2 separate regions of the Mus musculus genome follow, and region 2 is linked to region 1. The links are chromatin contacts, called in public HiChIP or PLAC-seq maps. All regions are on one chromosome and are shown on one strand. The core of a region is the stretch at or near the end of the contact, and the rest is flanking DNA. Distances in the headings are between cores, read along the strand shown.

What was found. HiChIP or PLAC-seq counts read pairs in DNA pulled down with a chosen protein or histone mark.
Region 2: an H3K4me3 HiChIP or PLAC-seq map of bone marrow-derived macrophages shows a contact between it and region 1, with 3 times the contacts expected there. The contact joins two enhancer-like sites. A contact is called at or near these places in 1 of 39 promoter capture datasets (cranial neural crest) and 2 of 115 datasets of contacts at active chromatin or transcription factors (bone marrow-derived macrophages and embryonic stem cells).

Annotation. Positions count from the first base shown.
Region 1 is chr7:97,706,055-97,711,368 of GRCm38.p6, reverse strand. All of the region lies in intron 2 of Clns1a (chloride channel, nucleotide-sensitive, 1A), which reads right to left. Among named protein-coding and RNA genes, the nearest start is that of Clns1a, 12 kb to the right of the region's middle. Within about 2 kb of position 1,923, at least 54 of the 459 cell types and tissues checked have an H3K27ac peak or open chromatin away from gene starts, as enhancers often do. A contact at or near this core is called in bone marrow-derived macrophages, where this site is marked.
Region 2 is chr7:98,081,259-98,086,214 of GRCm38.p6, reverse strand. It overlaps Myo7a (myosin VIIA), which reads left to right. Exons shown (of 49, transcript NM_008663.2): 16 at 694-831; 17 at 2,549-2,707; 18 at 2,998-3,090. Among named protein-coding and RNA genes, the nearest start is that of Myo7a, 36 kb to the left of the region's middle. Within about 2 kb of position 1,349, at least 76 of the 459 cell types and tissues checked have an H3K27ac peak or open chromatin away from gene starts, as enhancers often do. A contact at or near this core is called in bone marrow-derived macrophages, where this site is marked.

The DNA of each region.
Region 1 (5,314 bases), core at 674-3,173:
AAACAGTACTGGTAGCTAGATCCTGACAGTACTGACCCAGATTAAACAGTACTGGTAGCTAGATCCTGACAGTACTGACCCAGATTAAACAGTACTGGTAGCTAGATCCTGACAGTACTGACTCAGATTAAACAGTACTGGTAGCTAGATCCTGACAGTACTGACTCAGATTAAACAGTACTGGTAGCTAAGATCCTGAAATACTTGTTGTACTTGAAAAGGAGAAGCAAATATATACACAAAAAATATAACAAACAGGCTAGGAATTTACTGGTATATCTAAATATTGCAATTCACTTTTTATTGGTATTACTGCAGAGCTGGAAAGCGCTCAGCAGGAACACACTTGTAACGCACGCACTGAGCGCGCATCACTGGGAGCACTAGGACTATTTCAGATACATGGAGAGTTTGTAGATAAAACAAAATGTCCAAGGAGAACAGGGGCTGAAAATAATGGCTTAGTGGTAGTGACTTTGCACAGGAACTCGTGGGTTCAAGTCCTTGCATTGGGAAACTGATTATATAAATATATCAACAGATACATTTTAAAAAGGAACTCGATAAAAAAAGCCAGTTGCAGAATATACAGTATCATTTACATTAAGATTTTAAACATAAAACCATTACATTGGGTGGAGGCATAGACATATTCAGTAAAGGTTAAAAGCACATATAGACGGGCTAGAGAACTGGCTCAGTGATGAGAGCACTTGTTACTCTCGCAGAGAGCCCAGACTCAATTCCTGACACTCACCGTAGCTCGTAACTGTCCGTAACTCCAGTGCCAGGAGATCTACCCGCTTCTTTTTGACCTTGACAGGTACCAGGCATACATGTGATGCAGGCAAAACACTCACATACATGAAATAATAATAAAAACCAAAACAAAGCACAGACAGGAAGGACACACGCTACCTTTACAGTACTGTTTGAGTCAGAGAGTAGAGGATGAAATGGGGAGCCCCACAAAACAGCTTTCGAATTGGGCATAGTGGCACACATCTATAATTCCAGCCAGGTAGATCTTTATGAGTTCAAGACCAGTGTGATCTATACAGTGACTGCCAGGAAACAGAGAGACACCCCCCACCCAAACAAAGGGCAGCTTTTAACAATATTCAGTTATTTTCCCTTAAAAACTTATAGTATCTGGGAAAAGCGATATAGAATTTATACTGAATACTAAATAGAATATATATTTTCTATGTTTGAATCACTACACAGTTAAAAAAAAATAGATCAATAAAACTGATGCCACAAAACGAACATGTTTGCTGAAATTAGCAATCTTAAAATACAAATCACGGGCTGGCGAGTGGCTCAGCAGGTAAAGCACTTGCTGCATGTGCCCAACACCACTGTTCCATCCCCAGAGCCATTGAAAGGCGGAAAGAACCAAATCCATATGTACACACATGTACTGCACACACTAATAGAAACACAAACTGGGCTAGATAAGATACACATGAGCAGATGGGCTGGGATGCAACTCAGTGGCAGAGTGTGCACCAAGCACATTCACAGCCCTGGATTCAGTCTTTAGCTACAGCAAAGAAGAGAAAAGTAAAAATTTACACTTAAAGGTACCATTAAAAAAACCTTTAAGTCGGGTGGTGGTGGTGCACTCCTTTAATCCCAGCACTTGGGAGGCAGAGGCAGGTGGATTTCTGAGTTCGAGGCCAGCCTGGTCTATAAAGTGAGTTGCAGGACAGCCAGGGCTACACAGAGAAACCCTGAATCGAACCACCCCCCATACCCTTTAACCAACCATGCATATGAAGCAAAACTGGAGTGACACTTGTTAATGTAGTAAATCTACCTGCCGGGGCGTGTCAGTCTTCACTGTAACACCATGCTGAGCAATCACACAAAGGAGAACTGATTTGGCTCCTGGTCTCAGAGGCTGACAGGGGCAGCAGGCTCCACTGTTACAGAACTGAGTCATGGTGGAGGGGTGAAAGAAAGCAAGTCACTCCCCTTGTGGCAACCAGGAAGCAGGGCGTAGGTAGGAAAGGAAGAGAGGGAGAGGAGAGGAAGGGGAGGGAAAGCCAGAGTGCCCACACTGCAGCTGCTGCCTCCTCCTTTCCTTCCCTCTGGGTGCCAGCTACAGATGGCTATCCACATTCCCCTCAACTCCCTGAATGAGCTGCCCTTGGAGACCCTCACAGATATACAGAAGTACACTTTACTTTGGGGTTTCTCCATCCAGTGAGGCTGACAAGCTAAGCAAGGGCATTCACTAATGCAGTCCTTATTTAACACAAGGTCAGTGTAGAGGAGCATGAAGACAGACAAGCAAAAGAAAAAAACTGGCCACTGAGAATACCTTTAAGTAACAAATTTCATAGTTTAGTTCATTTTCTGTGCTGTTTCCAATGGCACGTTATTTAATATATGTATCTTTAGTGATCTAGCAGAATAATACACATACTGGAAAATTCTAAATCACTGACTTAGTCACAAGCTCCAAACTTTGCCAATGCATTTTAAAAAAATGTGTCACCATACTACAAGTACAGTAGTAATTGTAACTAACTACAGTACAGTAGTAATTGTGTAAGAATAACAGTCCAGGATAACAATAATTCAAAGTGCAGAGGAAGTGCCTAGTGTCTAGAATCTTTTCCCAGAAATAAATAGTCACTGGTGGTGGTGGTGGGGGGGATAGATGCAGGTGTGAAGGTCTGACTGGTATGCTTGCTTGTATAAGTGTATATAAGTGCCCTAAGTAGAACCTAGGCCTCTAATCTTTTTGTTTTGTTTTGTTTTGGAGACAGGGTCTCTCACTGAACCTGGGGCTCACTGTTTTGGTGAGAATGGCTGGTCCTTGGGGGCTGCCTATCTATGTTCCTGCAGTGCTCGGGCAAAAGGTGCAGTTTTAATGTGGGTGCTGAGAGCCCAACCCCAGATCTTCATGGTTATACTGAACTGAACCTACTGAGCCATCTATACTCTGGAAATAACCACCATTAGCAATTTCTTATAGTCTCAGGAACCTCCTTTAAAGCCACGATGGAAAGAACTGTAGGAAACTGTTGGTACTGCCAGGCACAACCCTATCCAGTACATGAGGCCCTCCCTGGGCCTCAGCGGCACTCAGGTGATTATAAGTTTACCACATGTTAAAGGTTCAGTCACCAACCCGTGGTGCTACAGGGGGTTAGCAGAATCTTTCAGAGATGAAGCCATGTGGAAAGTGAGGCTAACATAATCCTCTAGTAATTTAGTTTTGTAAGAAAACTGAGACTCATGAGAAAATGACTTGCCTGGCCTGTAAGGCACAGCTTCCTTACTGGAGGGCTTGGTCCTTTATCCACTATCACTGAAGCCCCGCCTCACTAGATTTTTGCGGGCTGGACAAGTAAGTGCCTTCGCTCAGTGCCAATGCCAGACAAGCTTTAAGGCATTCTGCAGCAGCAGCGATTTTGGTTTTGGAGTTTGAATTCAGATGCTTGAACACATTATACCACGGAGTCACACCTCTAGCTCCAACCCATCAGCATTTGGAATTGACAAGAATACTTTTAAAGTTTTCCATTTCAAATACCACCTAATAATTATCAATTAAGTCACCAGTCTGTGGTGCTAGTGGAAGTTAGAATCTTTAGGAGGTGAGGGCATGTGGAGGCTATCCTCAAGGGGAATGGGGGCCCTCTAAGTTTTGCTTCCTGGCTGTCATAATGTGATCAGGTCTTCTATTTATTGCCTTAAAATCCCCTCAACCATGTGCTCTGGCCATGATATGCTGTGCCAACACAGGTCCAAAGAAACCTGTTTGGAAACCAGATGAAAATAAGCCAAGATTTGTGACTCATAAGCCAAAATAAGCCTCTTATTAAATTGATTATCTAAGCTCTCTTGTCACAGCAATAGTATGCTAACTAGCAGTTATAAAAATCGCAGTTGAATTTATTTAGTGTTATGGTTGGATTCTAAAATGTCCCCAGAGACTCCTGTTTTGAACACTTGCTGCCCAGTGGATAGCACCAAGACACCACGGGCAGGCCTTTGAAGGTTCCACCCATGTACCCTGCACCCTGGTCCTCTGCCAAGTGGACAGCTGCTGCCCACACGCCTGTTACCATGTTACATGTTCTTCACCACGATGGACTGAAATATCTCTGAAATTGTGAGCAAAACAAACAAGTAAAAAATCCTGCTACACTCCAAGGCCTGAGGAACTTTTGACATTTCCATATCTTTTTTCAAATTTCATTATATTTTTATCTATCTTTGAATATTTTCCAACAGCAAGAATTTGAAATCTTCTAATGATTTCTTTGGAAAGCTGGGTCAGTCAGTATCACTTAATAAGGCATGGCTTCCCAGAGTCCTAAAAATTAGTAACTAGCGTTCACAATTAAATATAAATGATTAGACCTGGAACCAAATGAAAACCCAACTTAATGGTGTCAGGAACAAAAGCTACCCATTATCTTAAAATTAACAACTTTGTTATATTTTCATCAACAGTAAAATTTGGAAACCTTGTAATGCAGGGCTTCTGGACCAAGACACCACTGACATTTGTACTGCACCATTTTTACTGCAGGGAATCTGGCATCTATTAGATGCCAGCAGCACCCATCCCTCTTCCTCCAATGAAAATCTCACTGAACAGTGGCAACATATAAAGGAACGAGTGACAATACATTAAATTCTCCCTGCCACCAGTGAGAACCACTACTGCAACAAAATAAAAACAATTCTGGGCCTGGAGACACAACTTAGTGGTTAAGAGTGCTAGCTGTTTGTGGTGGGGGCTGAATGAGAATGGTCGTCATAAGCTCCTATGTTGGAATCCTTGGTCCTCAGCTGTAAGGACTGTCTCTGCTGCATGGCTTTGCTCTACCATCACGGCCTCTAACCCCTGGAACACCTTTTTGTTTAGTTGCTGGTCATGGTGCCCTGGCACAGCAACAGAAAAGTAGCTAATACGCTGTTCTAAAAATTCTTTTTTTGAACTAACTCAAGCTCCAAGTAATCCAATCCTCTTCTGTCCTCTGCAGGCGTCCACACACGCAGCATATATTCACACACAGATATGCATATGGTCTGTAACTCCAGTTATAGGACTGTACACCCTCTTCTGGCCTCAGTCACACACTCAGTAGCGCACAGACATAAATGCAGTCAACAACTCTTGCCCAAATACACATACTTAAAATAAATAAAAAAAAATATATATATAATCTATCGTAAATTTTTGGAAAGACAGAATATACTGGTTCACATCTCTGAAATGCCTTTAGAAGAAGGCAGTTAAGAAATAGGAAGATAAGCATATTAACAGAAGACCTCTAAGTGTGAA
Region 2 (4,956 bases), core at 100-2,599, 380 kb before region 1:
TCCCCTTTATCCCTGTTATTTCCCAATGTTCTGAGAAGACAACATATAGGCAGGGGTGCAGAGAGCCTGGGTGGCTCACGCAGCAGCTGGGAGCACAAAAATCTGTCTTTGCAGGCTTGTCCAGGTCACCCACACTGCCCCAGCCTGATCACTAATCCTATAAGCAGAGGAGGGGAGGTCATGAGCTGTGCTGTTACCTCCAAGGTTCTCAGGGGGTGCAGTGCCCACCCCAGGTGGCCGCTTACTGCACTTGGACTCTCCACCTGTCCCATCAGGCGGGTAGATGGCAATGTTTTCACTTAGGAAACAGTACAGACTCAGCACCCTTTATTGGTCAGCTTAGGCCATACATGGGGCTTGAATTTAGGTTTGCCTAACTCCTGTCACTAAGATGACCTCAGTATCTTGAGGACACTAAGTGTGAACCCCTTTACACAGAGAGGCACTGATGTTGGCCCAGAGTCTCCCAGCTGATAGTGGGGGGTCTAGACGACACTATTGGAGCTCCCTGTAGTGGGTGTCTGAGGTCCAAGCTCCAGCCCAGACCAGGGGTGTCACAGGAGATCCCCAACTACCCCTTGACTGACCTTGGTGACCTTCCCTGGTGCTCTCCTCCCTCCAGGACAGCTGTTGGAGGGTGGGAGGGGGAAGAGGTGGCCCCTCCCATCACTGTCTGTCTGTCCTCTGCCACAGGGTGCCGAGACCAGGAAGCGCTCGCCTACACTCAGCAGCCAGTTCAAGCGGTCTCTGGAGCTGCTGATGCGCACACTGGGCGCCTGCCAGCCCTTCTTTGTGCGTTGTATCAAACCCAATGAGTTCAAGAAGCCCATGGTGAGCCTCAGAGGGGATGTGGTGGGCAGGGGTGGAGGGTGGGAAGGGAGGGGGCAAAATGGATGAGGTAGGTGGGCAGTGGAAAGAAAGCCTTGTTCTCTCTGGAGACTAAAGGGCTTGTCAAGTTGCTGAGGGCATAGGGGCTCCACAGTCACCTTAACCTTGGCTTTGCTATCTCCCAGCTGGGCGGTTGTACCTAAGTCAGACACTGCCCTGTGCCTCGGTGTCCTTGAGAATGAAAACTCCCCAGAGACCATGCCTGAAGATTGTAGAGTGCCTGTTAAGTGCTTAGTAAATACAAGTGTGGCTCGTGCTGGGGCCCCTCCCTTGAAAGCTCTCTTCCTCTCAATTCAGGGCCCACCTCCTCCATGAAGTCCTTCTGGACTCCTTTGCCTGAAGGTCCCTCTTTTTTTTTTTACTATTAGTGACAGCATTTGTTAGCCCTTCCATACACCGGATAGAGTCCCTTTCAGCATATTGCCTATGAGGAAGTGACAGTCGTGAGTTGTCACATGGGGGCTCAGGGATTGAGGGGCTCAAGTGCCATAGGCTGACTAGCTGCTAGCTCTCTGTTTCAGGGCAGGCCCTGCGAGGTGTTGTTTATCCAAAGGAGGGGGGAGGTCCAGGGGAAGCTGGGTGTGGGGCTTAGGGAGGGAAGGAAGGCAGGGGAAAGTGGCCCAGAGGGAGAGGAAACGGGCTACGGAAGCTGACCTTCCGCACACGCTGTCCCCGCCAGGAAATCGGTTCCCAGAGTGGGTGAGTCTCATCCTCTTCAACCCTCTGGAGCAGGGCAGCAGGGTGACATGGCTGGGCACTGGCTCCCTGAGGCCTTTTCCCAGCCCAAGCCTCCCCCTTTGCCGCAGCTTGCCTCCTCCCCTCCCCTTCCAACATCATTCATGTTCTTCATTTATGAGAAGATCTTGCTGTGTAGCCCTGCCTGGCCTAGACCTTGCTATACAGATGAGCTCACAGGGACCTATCTGCCTCTGCCTCTTGCTTGCTGGGATCAAGCATGACCGACCCCCCCTGACATGATGCTATTCTTAAAATAAATCCTGCCCAAGAATTTCTGCTGCAAACCTTCCCTGGCTCCAGCCACCCATGGGACAAGGCCCAGACTTTAGCCTGGTCTCCCTCAGAAGGCCCCGGGCCTGTTTTCTGCATTTTCGGTCCATCTGAACTCAGGGTGTAGCCCTGCCCTGGAGCTATCACAGTGGCTACCACAAGGCAGTGCCTCTTCCTCAAGGCAGCACAGCCAGCCCCTGGGGAGTTGTTAAAACAGCTGTGGTTGTGCATGGAGGCCACTTAAAGGGGAGCCTGGGGTTGTGTGGAGTACCCACCTCCTGGCCACTCCACTGCATCCTGGCCTAGGCTCTTCAGCCCCCTCCTTGTTCCCCACAGCAGGGCTTACACTTTAAACTTCTGCCCCTCCCCACACGCTCGTCCTCCTCCAGCCTTGGAAGAGCCTTCACTAATATCCATGAAACCGCCTGTGTCTTCTCTTTTGAGATCTGGTCCCACAGTACACGGTTGTCCACCTGCAGGTCCCCACTTCCTGCTGCCATGTGGGTCTGACCAACAGACCTTGCCTCCTGCCTGGCTTTGCTCTTAGGAGGCCTCGACTTCTCTGTGTTTCTGTCTGTGCTGGTCAGACACGGGGCAGGGCCTGCATCCCAGTAGTGGCCTTGCCATGATGCCTTTGGTTCTGGCCCGGCAGCTCTTCGACCGGCACTTGTGTGTACGCCAGCTGCGATATTCGGGCATGATGGAGACAATCCGCATCCGCCACGCAGGCTACCCCATTCGCTACAGCTTTGTGGAGTTTGTGGAGCGCTACCGGGTACTGCTGCCTGGTGTGAAGCCAGCATACAAGCAGGTACGAGGCCGGGTACACCAACAGGGCAGAGGACCCCAGTTTTATGGGTGACAGTGACTGGTGGAGCTTGACATCTACTTGACCAAATCAGGTACTGCTACAGGGTAGAAGGACACCCTGGAAGGCCGCCATAGTGTTTGCCATTGGCTTGAGGAGAAAACAGATTTCATAGAAGGCAGGGCCAGGCTGGGTCAGTCAGACAGACCTGTCTCTCAATCTTGAGAAGGACACTTGGGGGGGGGGGGGCCTTTCCATTAGTTATACTGTCAATACCCCTGTCTTCTGCCCAGGGTGACCTCCGAGGGACATGCCAGCGCATGGCTGAGGCTGTGCTGGGCACGCACGATGACTGGCAGATTGGCAAAACCAAGATCTTTCTGAAGGTGAGTGCAGCCTGTTCTAGCTGCCATGGCTTTGCTGTGTTCAGAGGCCTCCATGCATGGGATGTTTCTGAGGGGGCTCCAGGGTATCTTGGTATGTGTGTGTGTGTGTGTGTGTGTGTGTGTGTGTGTGTGTGTGTGTGCATTAGAGATAACTCATGGTGCCAGGCACTGACTCCAGGTTAGGGCTGGATGACAAAGTGGGTTGTCTCGTCAGATCCGTACCAGGCATTCAAACCCTGAGGGATCTGAGGTGTTTGGCTTGGGGGCTTCGGACAAGTTACTTAGCATATCTGCCTTCCCTTCTGTCTATGACAGGCTGGGCTGGTGATGGTCTAGAGTGGACCTCAGGTTCCTTGTGGTTTCTGCAGGCAGAGTCATGAGGGTCAGCTGTGTATTATTGTCTGTGGTTCTGTCTTAGCATCCAGGTACAGCAGTTAGGGCTCCTGGCTACCACAGCCTCCTAGGAAATGGTGAATGAGAGCAAGAAACTGGGCCTGAGCAGTCATGGCCCGGAGAGCAGCTGCACGGAGTCGGTGTGGGCTTCCTCATTTCCATTTCCTCTGTCCTGGTTACAGAGCAGGGCCCCTCCTCTGTGGGGGCAGGGCTGGATGCAGGACAACTGGGAGAAGAAAGGGGGCGGGGTGGGGGAAGCAGCCTTTAGTGGGGTCTAGTTAGGGGTCTATTTAACTCCTCTTGATGTGGGATTTGAGTCAGCCCCTGCGTCTCCTATGCAGAAACAAGGGCTTCAGCATTGGGAAAGAGGTTTGCGTTCCCTCTGTGTTCCTCGACAGCCGGTTGGACAGAGTTCTGTGTGCACAACCTCCCAGTGTCTCCATGCTAGTGGTGTGGGGTAGAAAGTTCTGTGCCCAATTCATAGGTTCAGAGAAGAGCCAGGGACTGAAGTCAAGCTGGGGGATGCAGGGGGCAGGCTACTGAACTGGGCTCTCAAGTGCCAGGCACGTGTTAGAATAGAGAGCAGGAGGGATGGTGAAGGCACCTACACCAGAAGACTCACAGGGCCCACTGTCCTCACGCTCATACATCTGTACCCTTTAGGAATACTTCTAAGAGCCCACATGTCCCAATGCCATCCCCCCATCTGCCCGTTCTTCTGCTCACTGAGAAGGCCGTGGTGAGCTTCTGAGTCTCACCCGGTGTCTGTGATTATAGACAGGTTATTGTAACCTTCCCCTGTGAGGCTCAAAGGCCAGGCTGCCAATCAAGGACACATCTGCCTGCTCTTCTGTGGCTCTCACACACTACCCAGCACTATGTATACCCATGGAACACTTCATATATGTATGTTTGATGTGTGTATGTATGTATATACATATACGCATGCATGCATACATATACACACATATTTATATGTATATACATATATGTATACATACACATACATATATATATATATATACATATATATGTGCGTGAGTGTGTATATATATATATATATATATATATATATATATATATATAGCCAGTGAAGTTTCACATTTCATCTCACTGGGAGGAGGACTAGGCTTGGAAACGAGGAGGGGAAGGGCTGGGGATGTCAGTGGGACCTGGAGTGGTCTTGAGTGCCAGGTTGGCACATATGCTATAGGGTATGTGTGGAAGGTCATAAGAAGGTTGCCCAACTGCATGTGGAGGAGAGGGTCAGAGGGGGACTGATGGACACCAGGGGACTCCTGGTAAGGAGTCTGCTACCAAGATCCTAGATAGAAAAGTAACATGATCCAGGGCTGAGATGATGACAGGGGAAGCCAGGAAGTGACATGCCTGCGGCACTCCCCAGTCTCCAATCCCCAGGCTTCTGGCTATAGGAGGCCACTGCAGGGTCTCAGCAGGGTCGGAAGTCCAAGT